Regions from separate parts of the Capra hircus genome. Here region 2 is linked to region 1. Evidence: chromatin contacts called from public Hi-C data. All regions are on one chromosome and are shown on one strand. The core of a region is the stretch at or near the end of the contact, and the rest is flanking DNA. Distances in the headings are between cores, read along the strand shown.

The links. Hi-C and Micro-C count contacts between places; a contact is called where the count stands out from the background.
Region 2: a contact with region 1 is called in a Hi-C map of blood, with 3 times the contacts expected there. The contact joins two enhancer-like sites. A contact is called at or near these places in 4 of 5 Hi-C or Micro-C datasets (blood and liver).

The regions. Positions count from the first base shown.
Region 1 is chr22:48,846,691-48,854,375 of ARS1.2, forward strand. POC1A (POC1 centriolar protein homolog A) reads left to right here. Exons shown (of 12, transcript XM_018038440.1): 9 at 5,013-5,081; 10 at 7,603-7,685. Among named protein-coding and RNA genes, the nearest start is that of POC1A, 57 kb to the left of the region's middle. Within about 2 kb of position 3,186, at least 2 of the 5 cell types and tissues checked have an H3K27ac peak or open chromatin away from gene starts, as enhancers often do.
Region 2 is chr22:49,020,528-49,028,212 of ARS1.2, forward strand. No RefSeq gene overlaps it. Among named protein-coding and RNA genes, the nearest start is that of RPL29, 11 kb to the right of the region's middle. Within about 2 kb of position 5,069, at least 4 of the 5 cell types and tissues checked have an H3K27ac peak or open chromatin away from gene starts, as enhancers often do.

The DNA.
Region 1 (7,685 bases), core at 1,936-4,435:
GGACAGTGTTTGTTAGGAAACTGAGTTCATGGTAGGGGGCTCTGATGGCCGTCACCCCTTTCCCGTCTGGGATGGGATGTGTCCATTTCCCCTCCTCCCGTTCACCCCCAGAATCTCTGTAGGGTTTGTCTGGCTTCTTATTTTGCTTAGGGTTGTTCTCATCTGCTCCATATCATCCTCTCACTCTGACTTGACTTTTGTCCACAGCTCCTAAAATTCATCCCCCAGTGGGTGGGGTACAGTGATTCCCTGAGCCAGAGTCCTTGTCCCACCGCTGCCCTGAGCGGTTTGTCCCACTGCTGTTTTGGTCTCCAGGCCTGCTCGCATGGCCCTTCTTTAATCGGGTCCCTTCCGGGGCCTGACCCCTGGCGGACAGCGTGGTATCTGATGGCACCGGGCTGTCTGCGGAAGACAGTGCCCTCTCTGAGGCTCTGGAAAGTCTTGCCCTTGGAGACCCGCCTAGACTGGGACACTTAGGCAGGAGGGAAGGGAGTCCTTGCTTCTTGCCAGAGCCAGTGCAGACTTCGGGTTGTCACTGCACAGGAGCCTCCTCATCCCACCGCACCCCTCACTTCGCAGTGGAGAGGGCTTTCCCACCAACTGCCCCGAGCAAGGCCTCCCCCTCACCACCCGCCGCCCCCCCCCCCGGAGTTCTGTGTGGCACACGTGGGGACAGTGTGCTAGAAATACAGATTTATTTTTCTGTATTTTCCGAAACATAATCTCGAGCCATGCTCATTTGGTTTTCGTCCCCAGAGCTATTTGGGAGAGGATGGTAGGTGGGGCGTGGGTGGGGAGTTAAATCTGGTGCTTGTGGCTGTGCAGTTGGAGTTCGTGTCTCTATGGAGTGATGGAACCACACAGGGACCAGCAGGCCCGTGGTTCCCCACACCACAGCTGGCCCTCGGTGGGGCGAGCACCCATTACCCGAGGCCCAGAACCCCAAACTGGGACAGCGTCTGTCTGTGCCAGGGGCTGAGCTCGGTTGCTGAGAAATCACAGGCTTTGAGAATGGGTCAGCTGATGCTCCTGGCGGCTTGTGCCTTGCTGGGGCCTGGGCTGGAGCTGGGGGAGTGGCATTAAGTGGGGCTCACCTCCCAGGAGGAGCCGCAGCAGCAGTACAGAGTGCCTGTGCATGTGGGCCCGCCCCGGCTGCCCCAGGCGGGAGGAAGTCCTCCGAACAAGCCCCTCCTGCCTTGTTTCTTTACACCCTGCAGCTCTTATGTAGTCGGTTAATTTGGGGGATTCGCTTTGCTGCTTGAGAGGCTTAGCCCTGGCTTCGATGGCTGGGTTCCTCCTGCAAGAGATGAGGGAACATAAGAGGGAGGAGAATAGTTCATGAGCGCCAACGGAAGTTAACAGGAACTCAGCCTGATCCTCTGTTCCCTGCTGGCAGCCCAGGTTAAGGGCTGGGAACAGGTGTCCTTGGCTAAGGTCAGGAGCAGCCTAGGAGCTAGGGGGCTGTTCCTTGTCCACGGGGCTCCCTAAAAGGACATCCACCAGGCCACAGCAGGTTGAGTGAGCCAGTGTAGAGCCTCCCTTTCGGAGTTTTGTGGAAGACACAGTCTGGTGGGCTGGGTTACGGTGCCTCTGTCTGAACACAGGGGTCAGAGTCAAGCACCTACGCCAGAGGCCTGCTTGATCTCTGTGTGTGTGTTTGATGGCCATGCTTCTATCTCTGGCGTGGGGCATGTGGTGTGACATTCTGTTGTGTTTGCTGGAAGCCAGTGAAAAACATCAAAACACTTGGGTAGTGGTGATGGGGGTGCCTGGCTGGCCTTCCACTGTAACTGTTGTCGACACAATAGCCAGGGTTCAGGTGTGCAGGGCCTCAGGCTGGAAGGTGAGGAGTGCGGAGAGGTCTGGACAAGCTGCAGGGGCCGCGGGGTGAGGGTCATCAGAGCTGTGGGATCTAAACGCTGTGGCATCCTTTGTTTTGCCTCCCCACCCCTGCCGTTGATGCTTTGCTGTATGAATGCGAAGGAGCTAGCCAGTGTGGGTCCCTTGGATCTAGAGGTTGTCCAGGCAGAGGCAGTGTGTGGTGAAATGACTGGGTGTGAGTCCAGCCAAGCTCGAGGGCCACGTGACGCTGGGTCAGTGGGGAGAGGGAGGTGGGGGCCCTGGCTGCACCCAGTGCTCCCGGTGATCATCTCAGACAAGGCTCCAACTGGCCAGATCCCGGGAGCGAGCGGGAAGGAGCTGCTAGAGCCTACGTGGCGTCCCTGCCAGTGGGCCTGGGCCCCGGACGGGCACCCCCAGTGGCAGGGGGACAGCTCGGGTCCACACTGCTGGGGCCCCGGTGAGAGCTGCTGCTCAGGCTACCGCTCAGGAAGCCCTGGAGAGGCCCTGGGCCTTGCCTTGGGGAAGAAACAGCCTGGCGCCATGCCTGCCCTGAGCCGGTGGATGAGTGTTTCAGGAGTGACTAATTGACTGAAAGGGGCCAGTTACTGTGAAGGCAGGGCAGTCTCAGAGAACACACGTCATACCGGGCCCCTGCCAGGGCTGAGAGAGACGCCCCGGCCCCCAGGGTTTGGAAACCAGAGGATGCTCCTGAATAACTGCTGGACTTCAGAGAGTCCCAGTGAAACGGGACACTGGGATGAAGGACAGGAAAATACCGCATAGTGGAAGCTTTGGGGATCTAAGATCTAAGGTGGTGCGTGCTCAGTGGCAGTCAGAGGCAGATTTGTAGCCTTAAATGAATTTACTGAAAACCAAGAAAGATTTGGGTAGTCTGGGTCTCCAAAGACCTCCCGAGGCTTGGCATGCGGATCATCAGCAGTGGAGAGTTGCGTCTGCGCTGCAGTCCATGATGACTTTGGCCCACAGCAGAGCCCAGGGACAGCCGTTCTCCGGGCTGTGCTTCAAGTGCCCCGGACTGTTTGTGCACCCCGGGTGGAAGGGTAGGAGCCTTTGTGGAAGGAACACTGAGGGGCCTGGCATAGGAGCCGTGCTGTCCTCTTGGTAAATGGGCACCAGTGGGGAGGACCATGGGCCTCCACCCTGAGGGGTCCTCAGAGCACCCGTGTCGCTTGCACCCTCCCTGGCATTTCCTGGGACCTGGACCCTAGGGGTAGCTCTAGCTCTTTTTGCCTGGAGGACTTCCAGCACCTGCTCTCTGGTCCTGATGCCCCTGCCAGACTGGGCTGTTGGCCACATTCTTCAGTGGTCCTGCTGCCGCTTGGCCTTCAGCATCTTGTGCCCAAGCTGGCATCTGGTGTTGAGTGACAACAGGAAAGGCGACTGACCCACGAGTGTTTGTTCGGTTCCTTAGTTGTGGTGACTTCTTGGAAACCCGCCCTTCCTCAGCGAGCTCTGGGCAGGCAGAGAGCCCGGCTTTTCAATACACTCTGTACTATTTTCCTTCCCTTTTCTCTTTCCTTTTTGTTTTTCCTCGGAATGAAAACAGTTTTGTCATTTTATCTTTGTATTCATGTAGTGTAGCTATATATTCATCAAAATATTGAAAGTATGAGACAGTTGAGAGATTTCTAAGACTCAAGTAAACTTGCCACCTGAAAGTGCCCCCCTGAAGTCCTGTCAGCCTGTGGTGACTGTCCTCCTGGAAGGCTATCTGGGCGATCGTAACCTGCTCCCACCCTGCACCCAGACCCTGCGCCTGCAGCCATGGTGCTCCGCTCCTGGTGGCGGTTTCTCACCCGGGCAAGTGGACGTGGTTCCCGCCAGGGAGAGTGGATCTGCTTTGTCCTGGTGGATGGCTGCCCAGCACTCCTGGGTTCTGTGGCCCCAGCCCCTGGGCCCCACCTGCACAGGAGGGCAGTGAGAGGCACGGCTGGAGGCTTCATACCCGACCCTCAGCCCTGTCCTCCAGGGTAAACATACAGGCCGCGCCTGAGGATCGAGTGCGTCAGGGCAAGTGGAGCGCTCCAGGCAGCCTGAGCACTTGGCATTAGCCAGCTTGTACTACTGCTTCACCCCCCTTTATGGGCAGCTCAGGGAAGGGGAGCTGTGGGTAGATTCCAGAGACGAGGCAGACGTGCGTTCTCCTGCAGCTCTGTCTAACCTGCTTTCTCTTCCGTGCAGGCTGCAGCTGCCCTTGCTCCGTGACCTCGGGTCCCTTTCCAGCCTACAACCTGTCTGGTCTTTCTGGCACTGAGTGGAAGTGCTTCCCAGTGTTCCTGTTGTCCTGGGTGTGTCGGCCCCACTGACAGAGGCCCCTCCCACGGGCAGCAGGGGTCCCTGTTGCTCCCTGTGCTACTCTAGAGGGACCGAGGTGGCCGTAGGCAGCGGCTGCAGCGTCATCCTCTAGGAGAGAACCTCCTTCATCTGGCTTTGCTTGGAGAATGCTAGGTAGAACCACATTAAAGTTTGGCCAGAAGGAAGCGATGGTTTGCGGTGGTGTGCTGAGCTGACTCTTGCTGTGTGTTTTTCTGCCGTGGGTTGCAGGCGTTTGAGGAAGAGTCCTTGCTCTTTACGGGAGATCATGTCCCCTGCCTCAAGCCTGGATGTGCTCACTGGCCCTCAGGGTGCGGCCAGGGATGGGCTTGGCATCATCCTTTGGACAGTTGTGAGGACCTTCAGCATCTGAGAAGCCAGAGGGTCAGGTCTCCTCCCAGGGCCCCAGCATGAGGAAAGTGACGCACTCATTAGAGGGACACGAGGTGGGGCATGGTCTGGTCAAAGGGACCAAGTTCTGGCCCCAGTGCTGGGCCTGCAGAAGTCAGTGCACCTCTCTGACCTCTGGCTTCCCCCTGGAAGCTGAGGACAGTGGTGTCGGCCTAGCAAGGCTGTCAGCACCGACGGTCTCGCCCATCCTGGCCTTGGCCTCAGGGCCGCCGTCGTCAGTGGTGCCCGGGACGGAGCCTCAGCGGTCGCGCTCATGCATTGGCCCCTGCCGGTTCCTCCGCCCACGGTTGGGGGGACACGCGCTGGCTGAGGTGCTCAGCCCTGAGGCCTGCTGTCACTGTCACTCGTGAGATTCTGATTTCTTCCAGTGCGTTGAGGATCTAGAGTGACCTTTGGTGCTTGTTCTTTTTGGCTTGTTCTCACAGGGTCCAGCCACCACGGTTGCCTTTTCAAGAACGGGGGAGTATTTTGCTTCGGGCGGTTCAGATGAACAAGTAAGTAAAGAATGGTCCGAGGGATCCCAGTGGATACTGAGGAGAACAGACAGCGGGTTGAAGTGCCACAGGGGTGGGGGGGCTGGGTCTCACCAGCTTCCTTGGGGACTTTCAGCAGCCTCGGAGGCTGGATCCTGGGGTAGGGTGCTCAGAGCAGCGCCCTGCTGCCCCAGAGCCGGTGTGCCGCAGCTGCCCACCACGGCAGCGCCGCAGAGCTCCTGCTGCTCAAACCAGTGTGGGCTGGGAGGGGTCTGCATTAGTGCTGCCACGAGAAAGGTGAAGTAGAGGGCCTTTTGTTCCCGTTTCTTTTTGGCCATGAGGCATATGGGATCTAGTTTCTTGACCAGGCATCACACCAGTGCCTGCTGCATTGGAAGCATGGAGACTTAACCAGTAGACCACTGGGGAAGTCCCCAGAGTCTTTTAGGAACTTCTTTTTCCTGATTCTAGGGGAATAATTAGGTAATTATTGGATGCTTACCGTGGACCTGGTAATGTGGGCAACACGGCAAGAGTGTGACCCCTCACTGAGCCCTCGGGGCAGCCCCGGGGGACCTTCTGCAGCCGTTCTGTGGGTGAGGAAGCTTGAGTCTGAGCTAGGACTTGGCTGGAGGCTGTGCTCCACTGTCTGCCGGCCATTGCTCCCTGGCCTGCTCGTGTGCTGTCTGAGGGACGGCATTTTCCAGCTCCACGACTGCAGAGCTAGAACATGTGTGAGGAGGTCCTGTCCTGCCTTGCCACCATGTCCCTGGGGTCTGGCCCGAAGTCTGGGGCCTGGTAGGCCTCCCACTGAAAATCTTTCTCCGGGTTCTGGTGCAGCACTGCTTGGCCAGAATACCATACTTCCCAGACCTGGGGAGGAAAGAGTGGCTGTTCTGAGGCAGTGTGACCTGGTAGGTTGCCCAAAATGTCCATCCTCCTGCTCTGAGCCTTACAGCTCTCCTGGCTTCACCCAGGACAGTCCCACTGGCTTCCCAGTGAGCTCCAGCCCTAGCTGATTTCTGTTCAGTCTGTCAGTAAAGCAGAGGGTGGTTGGAGGCACAGCAGAGCTATGAGATGGCAGGTGTCTTCCCACACCAGCACCAGTTCCTGCGCTGACCAGACAAGGCAGGAGGAAGACCAAGGAGATTCCTGAGCCTTCCCTGGGTGTGGAGTCCTGGCTCATTGCTTAGAAGACTAGGGAGACTAATAAATCCACACCATAAGTAAAGTCCTGGTAAAGGCACAAGAGACACCCTGGTAGGAAGTAGGGTCCCCACCCTGAGCCCTCCTTCGGCAGCTCCCGCTGTCAGCTCCCCAGCTGCCTTCTTATTGTGTGCTCTGAGAGCCTTTTAGGAATGGCCTTTGACATTCTCTCTCCACATTCCTGGGAGCCATTCCTCTGCTCAGGATTATTCAACAGTTAGACTGGTGCGTTGCCCAGAACCTTGTAAACAAGGGGGTGAGTGCTGCCGTTCTTTTTGTAAAGGGGACCAATGAGAGACCCTGGATCCCCATCAGCTGGGGCTGATGCACAGTGCTGCTCTGGGGTGGTGAGCAGCTTCCCGCAGAACCAGGCTTGTGGCTGCATCCTGATGGGGGAAGCATCAGGAGACATTGAGTTTCCATCTTACGTGGATCCGGCAGTTTTTCTGTGGCCTCAGTTGACTGCTGGACACGATTCACAATTCCTGCCGTCCTGGAAGTGGCCCTGGAGGAGTGCTGACACCCTCCAGCAGGGAGCACTCTTACGCAGCTTTTGTAAGAGGAACCTCAGGGCATGAAGATCCTCCCAGTGGGATGTAGAATAATGGATGTGTTAACCACTTCTCTCTGGGGCCAGACTTCTCCCTGGGGCCAGTGTCTGAGTTTTACAGCAGCCCTGTGAGGTGGGAACTACCATTCATCCCCATTTCACAGATGCGGAAACCAGGGCACAGAGAGATTGAGTCCCTTGCCTAGAGCCACACAGTAAGGGCTGTAGCCAGGATCTTAACCCTAGGGGTATGGCCTGGAGTCTGTATCTGAACCACTTCTCACAGTGAGGCTGGCCAGTCTGCCACTGTAAAGAACTTCTGTTTTGGTGGGGAGATAGGTGATAAACATGGGAAAGCGGACAGAGATTTAAACAACTACTGAGTGATGCCTTGAAGGAAATAGAGAGCTATGATCAAAACTAGCAAGAGGGCCAGGGGAGGCCTCTCTTAGAAGGTGGTGTTAGGGCAGACATTTAGCCTGATGTGCTAGGTATACAGAGCCTGGACTTGGGACGCCCCAGGCACAGGGAGCGGCCAGTGCGGAGGCCCAGTGGTGATGGCGACTCTCCACCCTGATGGAGCACCCGATCCTCTTGGGGCCTGTTCAAAAAGTCTGCTCTCCAGGGAGGTGGGGCAGGTCCAGAGATGAGTGGGGTGCCAGGTGGGGACCACAGTCCCACCATTGGCCCAGAACTTTGACGGTAGCCTCTGGGCCCATTTTCTCCGTGAAGGATAGGTAAGGGGTATTTCTCCTCCTGATTCTATGCGCTTGTCGGTCTCGACAGGTGATGGTTTGGAAGAGTAACTTTGACGTCGTCGATTATGGAGAAGTGCTAAGAAAGCAGAGGCCCCCGGCCACACGGGCCAG
Region 2 (7,685 bases), core at 3,819-6,318, 180 kb after region 1:
GACGATTTATAGGAGCCGGAACAGCATGGAATTTGTCAGCATGGAATTAGGTCACAGAATTCTTGAAACAGAGGAGCCACAGAAGCCAAAAAACTCAACATCTGAAGGCACAGTGATCTCCTGGGCCAAGAATGGTATGGACCAACCAAGAAAGAACGGAGCCCTCCCTTGGACAGCAGGCTGCAGCACCGTCTCATGTCCTGGAGTGTCCTGGAGCGGGTGGAGAGCCTCCGGCTCCATCACGATCTCCATAGCCCCTCATTTCCTGGAGAATTCCCGCTTCCCTATCGCCACTCTGCTCAAGTGTCCAGAAAGTCCAGCTGTTCCCGGGGCCCCCCTCCCAAGCTGGATCACCTCTGTGACTCCTCCAGGACTCCCTGCCCAGTAGCTGAGGTCCTTAGGGGTGAATCTCGGAGGGCCACCTCTGCCCCCTACCCTCAGCCGCCAGACACTCTGCAGAGTGGGCTTCGGACACACCAACGACTCTAGGCCCTGCCGGCTCTGGGCCAACATTTCCTCAAGAGTGAAGCAAAGGAGCTGACCCCATGGGAGGAAGGTGAGCACCTATGCACGGGGAAACCCCTGTGCCCCCGGAGTTTTACCTCCATCATCTCTGATTCAGGAAACAAAGGGTCGCACCGGAGGACATGCCCAAGGCCACATGGCTGGGAAGTGGCAGGGGGTAAGATCTGACCTAAAGCTCCTGCCTGTCCTGAGAGCAGCGGCAAGAAGTGAGGTCCCAAGTGCCGGTGGGCTACGGCTCAGTGAGCGGCCGCAGAGACCTACAGCCCGCGCATCCCGAACCCGATTGCTGGCGGCTCCCAACCTCCACCACGGCTGGCTGAGCCCCACCCCCGGTGCCATTCCCACATGACCTTTCCAGGTGACTAATGAGGGCTGGGGCACCTCAATAATTGGCCTCATTAGGCGGCTGGGGCTGCCCAGGGGATGGGGTGGCGGATGCTGGGCCCCGCGGGGACAGGCCAGACAACCTCCCGTTAATTACCTGAAAAATCAGACAATTAGGCCTCCTGCCACCCGCCTGCCCACGTCCTGCTGGCCCCTAATTACCGATGACTGCTGAGCAGGCCGGGAGTGACCTGGATTTGGAACGGGGAGCAGTCACTGCCATCTCTCCCATCCCCCACCCTGCATCCATCACAGGCTGTGGAGATAGAGAGCTGGGGGGAGGGTTCTCAGGGAGCTTCCTGTCATCCCATTCCCCAGCCATGGACCCTGCCTGCCCACTATCTCTCCTGCCAAGGGCACCTCTGGAAGAAAAGAGGTGGACACGTGGAGCCCTGGTAGCCTTCAGGGAAAGATGGGTGGACTGCTGGGGGGAGGGGGGAAGACCCAGAGAGTGGAGTCCAAGAGGTGTGGGGGCTGGTGAAGAAACTGACCTCCCCTTCGTGCTTGGCTCCTCCAGGGAGAAAATGCCAGACTGTGCGCTGGAGTGGGAATGCCAGAGAGGATGAAGCTGAGAGCCCTCCTGGGGGGGGCACCCTTGGCCCAGCTCTGGGGAACCTGGGCCTGACCTAGGGAAGTGCCCCAACTCAGGAGAGCTGGACCTAGACAAAGCACGACCAGGGTACAGCTTGTGGTGCTGCAGGAGGTGTGAAGAGGAGGGCTTGGCCTGGCTAGGGCGGTCCTGGAAGGCCTCCCGGTGGCGCTGACGGTTAGGCTGGGCCAGGTGGGGGTGCACTGCTGCAGGCGGAGGGGGACAGCACATGTGAGGGCCTGGAGGTGCATCCTTCTCTGCTGAGAGCAGTGACGGAGAGGCAGGGCACCCCTCCGCAAGTATCCACCAGGCACCAGGCCATTGAGTGAGGGCGGCCAGACTGGCCCTGCCCCAGGAGGGCTGTGCAGGGAACGTGGGCTGGGGGCCGGGGATGCAACCACAAGCCGGACAGACGTGAACCCCAGGCCTTGTGCAGCTCACGGTCTCGCAAGGTACTTAATGTTCCTGTTGTGGTGTTGTGTGATAGATCACCAGTGTCCGATATATGATGGACGGTTGGATGGATGGGTGGATGGCAGACTAACACCCCCTGGGTGAAGGTGCAGAGCTTGAGACAGAGCCGACCTGTTACTCCCCATCTCTGGCACCCTCCACCTCTGTTTGTCATGTAAGAGCCCTGGGCCAGAAGGAGGGGATCTTCCCCAGGCTCTGTACCTCTCTCCATTGCATTTTACCTCCCCAGCTGGCTCTGGCTCTGGCTCTCCCGGAAGCTGGGTACCTTCCCCCGCCACCAACCTTGCACTCCAAGCCAATCTGACCTTCACCTGATGATGAGTGAGGGGGTAACCTTGTGGGGCATTCAGCTGGAACTGGACACCTGGGGGGGATGTGGGTCCAAGGGTTGGGACTCCTGGATGAATGTGACGGTGTATCAGTAAGAAGAGGCAGAGAGAGGAGCTCAGCCCCCACACCTCACCCACTTGGGTGGGATTATTTGAGGGAGAGGTTGATTACCTTTGTGGTTTTTATTTACTTCTTTAAGTATAGTATTTGACTAATGTAAAACAATGTCTGTGACATTCTTTTAGGTATAACATAAGGGGTAGCAGTCCATGGGGTCTTGAAGAGTCGGACATGACTGAGCAACTTCCCTTTCACTTTTCACTTTCATGCATTGGAGAGGGAAATGGCAGCCCACTCCAGTGTTCTTGCCTGGAGAATCCCAGGGACGGGGGAGCCTGGTGGGCTGCCATCTATGGGGTCACACAGAGTCAGATATGACTGAAGCGACTTAGCAGCAGCAGCAGCAGCACCAAGGAGTAACAACATAAGGGGCTTTCTTGAGAGTCCCTTGGACTGCAAGGAGATCCAACCAGTCCATCTTAAAGGAAATCAACTCTGAATATTCTTTGGAAGGACTGAAGCTGAAGTTCCAATACTTTGGCCACCTGATGAGAACAGCTGACTCAATGGAAAAGACCCTGATCCTGGGAAAGATTAAGGGCAAGAGGAGAAGGGGGCGACAGAGGATGAGATGCTTGGATGGCATCATTGACTCAACAGACATGAGTTTGAGCAAACTCCAGGAGAAAGTGAAGGACAGGGAAGCCTGCATGCTGCAGTCCGTTGGGGTTGCAAAGAGTCGGACACGACTTAGTGATTGAACAACAACCACAAAGGAATGTCTGTGACAATACATAATAACCTAGCAGACGCTGGTGACCTACCGTGCAACAAAAGAATAGGATCAAAGTGCGCTTCGCGAGCCTGTAAGCGCCGTGAGACCTGGGGTTCACGTCTGTCTTGCTTGTGCCCACCTACCCTGCCCCCAGCACCACAAACAGCACCGGGCACCCTGTGAGCCAGCGACAGATTTCATCGGGGGAATCTCCCTGTGTGTGACACCCCTCCCCGACTCCTACCTCCCCCAGCATACCAAGAATGCCCGTTTTTGCTCTTCTGTAAGAGCTCGACCATACACATTTGAACGTCTAAAACAGTACAGTGTTGTTCACTCTGGTGGAGGACTTGATAAAACGGCTTTGAACCGAGTGTAGTTCCTGCAGTGTGCGCTCTTCCCTCTACATTACGCTTTAGGGTTCACCCCTGCTGCGGGAGGTGCTGTTGATTTCTTAAATCTCCTGTTACTGGATGTTTGTGGTGTTCTTAGCTTCTCCTCAGGAACAGAGCTGCTAAAAACATCCTGCGGGGTGGGTTGTATTATCATTATTGTTAATGACAATGTTCCCATTCCGCCAGGGTATACACTCCCTCTTCTCCCCGACCCCCCATGCACACACGGACACTTCCCAGGCACACTGGTGCCCTGGAACAAGGTGCCCTGTGACCTGAGCCAAGCCTAGAGGGGTAGGGGATGGGTGGGTCGGGGTGTGGGTCCACAGCTATGTGACACTGTGCATCTCGTTTCTGGATCCACACCCGTGCACCCCAATTCGACTCAACCGCACAAGTGCATCTGGCTCCATGTTCAGAACAAGATGAAATGAGAAAACAGACTGTGCAGCTGGACAGTCCTGGGTTCAAAGGTCCAGTTGTGTGGTCCAGTGGCTAAGACTCCATGCTCCCAATGCAGGGGCCCCTGGGTGGCATCCCTGGTCAGGGAACTAGATGCCGCCTGCCGTAACTAAAGATCCCATGTGCCACATCTAAGACCTTGCGCAACCAAATAAGTAAATAAAGGTCCGGTTCATCATGTACAAGCTCTAGGAGCTCGGGGGAGTCACTTCCTCTTTCTGAGCCCTGGTTTCCTTGTGTGCAAAGTGAGGGTGACTTTAAGACAGAACGTTGCAGAGCCCCGTGAGTGCCGAGAGGTGAGAGGCAGGCAGGGTAGTTGCTCGTTTCCCTACTGCACTTTAGCTCCTTCTCTCCATCTAAGGGGACTGCCAGGGCATCCAACCACCACCCCTACGGATAAGGAAGCTGAGATGCAGAGCATGAAGGACCCCCACCCAGCGCCCCAGAGGTCCCAGCCCATTCCTCCTGCAGGGCTGACTGGTCCCCCCACCAGTGTGTCCCCCACTGCCTCTGCCGGGTCTGCGTGTGCACAAAGGCCAGCCACGCCGTCCCCTCTCCACCCTGAGACCCTGGCCCTGACATTGAGCCTCCTGTGCTCTGCCTCGGCCCTGGGGTTCGAAGCTAGGGAGGGCAGAGATCAGCATCAGGAGCCCAGCAGGACTGGCAGCCCACTGTGCAGCCCGACCTCAGGCTCCTTCCTGGGCCTCACAGTGACCTCCCCTGTCCCACGGGCACTGGAGCCCCCACCCTCCCTGACCAGGCCCCTTCATGTGGGGACCACAGGTCCTGCTGGCTTAGGGCCTCCTGGACTCTACCACAGGCCCCAGCATGCTGTGAGGGGTGGTCACATGTGGCTGTCTCAGCCCTGTACCCAGAGGCTGATGAGGGAGGCCTCATGCTGCCTCTGCAGACAGACGGAGGAGGTGGGGCTACGAGAGGAGGCCTCGGCTTGCCCAGGGGTATAGTGCTTCGCGCTGCAGTTGCACCCAGCTTTTGGATAAGGATCTGGGGCTCCGTGTCCCGCCACAGGCAAGGCGAGCGGAAACCAGGAGCGCCCCCTGCTGTCACTGCTTGCACTCAATAGCGCTGACCTGAGTGGAAGGAGGTCTCCTTCAAACACAGACTTCCTGCTGGAAGGAGCCCGCTGCTACTACCCAGCCAGACTGGCTCCCTACGCGGTGCGCGGCCCGAGATCAGGGCCAGCTTGCACCCCCAGCTCTGCTCCGGAGCCGGCCTGAAGAGAAGTGGGTGAGACAGGGCCGTTCCCTTCAGCCCCCGGCACCCCTTCCCACCTGCCAGCACCGCTTTTCTCCTCCTCACAGGGGACCCCTTCCCGGCTGCAGCTCCATCCCCTCCAGGCTCCCGCCCCCGCAGGCCCCCGGGCCCCTCCTCCACGCCGGGGGCGGGCGCACAGTAATTCTAGTTATTTTTAGCCAGCCGCATCCTCTAAGAGACGCAAGTCAAGGGGAAGCCGCCCCCGCGCCTCCGGGAGCTTCGGAGCTTCTTGCAGAAAAAAGATCGCTGAAAACTAGTGCTTGGAGGACTCGCGCCAGGCAGGAAGGGCCAGCGCTGTGGCAGGCGGAGCGACGACCCTGGGCCCCTCACCCACGGCTCCCTGTGCTGCGGGCTGGTTGTTGGGGGTGGCCAGGGGCCCGCACGGGCCCTCACTGCCTCCACTCAGCAAACGTCCTCAGCCGCCCTCTCCTGGCTCCACCCCCGCCACCGTCATCTCGTCATCCCTGCCTGCTGGGGGGGTGAAGAGAGCATCTGGGGAGCCATCCCCACTCTCTCAGCCCTCTCTGGGCGGGGTGCCCTGGGGGTGGGCAGCCTACATGTTTCCAGGGGAGATTTGGGGGTCAGGGAGAGAGCCGGGTATCACCTAGCCTTCTGGCCGTTTCAAGCCTTGTGGGCGGGGTGGGGGGGGCTATCAAATGGGACAGACCCCCATCGGCCAGGCCCTGTGAGGATCCCCGGAGCCTCACCATAACCTACAGTGTAGTAGGTGGCACGCTCATCCCTGTCTCAGGAGGACGTCACGGAGCTACAAACGGATGGAGCTTTTGCTCAAGGTCACCCAGCTGCTAAGTGTCATGCCCTCCAGCCTTCACCAGTGGACAGACGGTGAGTGCTTGAGAATGTGACGACCCACTAATGAACAAGCGCTGGGGGGGACACGGAAAGAAGGACCAACAGTGCTGCGGAGGAGGGTGCTGTATTGGACCCACCTGCCGTGGACACCACAGCACGCTGTCCCTGAGGCTCGCTCCTCAGCTAGGACGTGGCCCTCCTTTTCCCAAGCTGTCGTCAGCGTGTGTCTCCAGCAGCATCCAAGCCCAGCAGAGCTTCGAGGAGTGGCCTTGACGGAGAAATGGCTGTGTGGCCCTGGGCAAGTCACTTTACCTGTCTGGGCCTCTGTTTCCTCACCTGTAACATAGGATTAACAGAAGAAGCCAGTCTGCAGGTGTGGCGAGGATCAATGCAGAGCTCCTGGCTCCTGGCCCTAGCAGAACGCCCCTTTCCTGCCCAGGCCCTGGATTTAGGACACCCACTGTGGGCCAGGCCTTGGGGGCTTCGGGGCTACAGCGACAGCTCCTGGAGGCCCTCATCAGCTGGGGTCCTGTGCCAGAGCCATAAGGAGCAAATGCCAGCTTGAGTCTGCTCGGCCCACAGCATCCTCCTCACCCCACCCCCACCTCTCCCTGACCTCACAAGGCCTGCCCCTGCACCCCAGCAGCCCCCCTCCTCTCCCAGGAAGGCTCCAGCGCCCCTCTTCCAAACCCGAGCCTCCTGCCTAGATAGACTCTCTCTGTTCTGCATCCTGGGGTGCTGTGCCCGCAGCCGCCTCCTGTCCCAGCCCTCAGCTTCTGCATCTCACAGATGCTCCAGGTGATCCTGATAGTAGCCCTGGGCCAGCAGATGAAGGATTTCAAGCTCACACGCCCAGCCACTCATCTCCCAAGTGGAGCCAGGGGTCATTCTTTCTGTTTGCACGTCACAGAGAATCTCCCTCCAGGCTGTGGGCTGACCCTGTTTTACCTGGAGCGGGGGAGAGTGAGGGGCAGATGCTGGGAGTTTGGGGGTTTTGCCCAGGGGCCCAGAGCTTGGAAAGGGCAGCACTTGGGTCAGGGCGCTTCTCACTTAGGGGCTCTCAGTGGGACCTTGCGGGTTCCAGCTCTCCTGCGCCCCTCCTCGGATCCCCAGCTCCTTGCGGCTCTATCTGGTGTCCCTTGTTCCTCCCTAATCAGGGCCAGGCCTCCTCCCTCACTCACTCCATTGTGCCCTGAGGCCGGAAGTGGGTTTACTGAAGCACTAAGTGGGCAGCAGGCAAGGCAAGCCCAGAGCCTTCCCCAGAACCACCCCCGCCTCCACACTGTAAGGCACAACCCCCCTGGTCCTCACTGCCTGCTCTTCAAGCCAACAGTAAGAATGCCCCCTGTCCTGCCCCACTCTGACCACCCCTGTTCTGCCTTTGCCACATACTCTCTGTGTGCCTTGGGCAAGTCCCTGCTCATCTCTAGACCTCAGCTGCCCTACCTATAGGCGTGGAGAGGGGATCCAGGCGATCTTTAAGACCCTTGCCCCGGCGCTGGTTTTCTCATCCCTTCCAGGGGCTCCTGGGTCGCAACCTCTCTGACCTGGGAGAGAGTACAGACTGAGAGTTGGGGGTTTGAAGTCTTAGGGAGGTGATTTC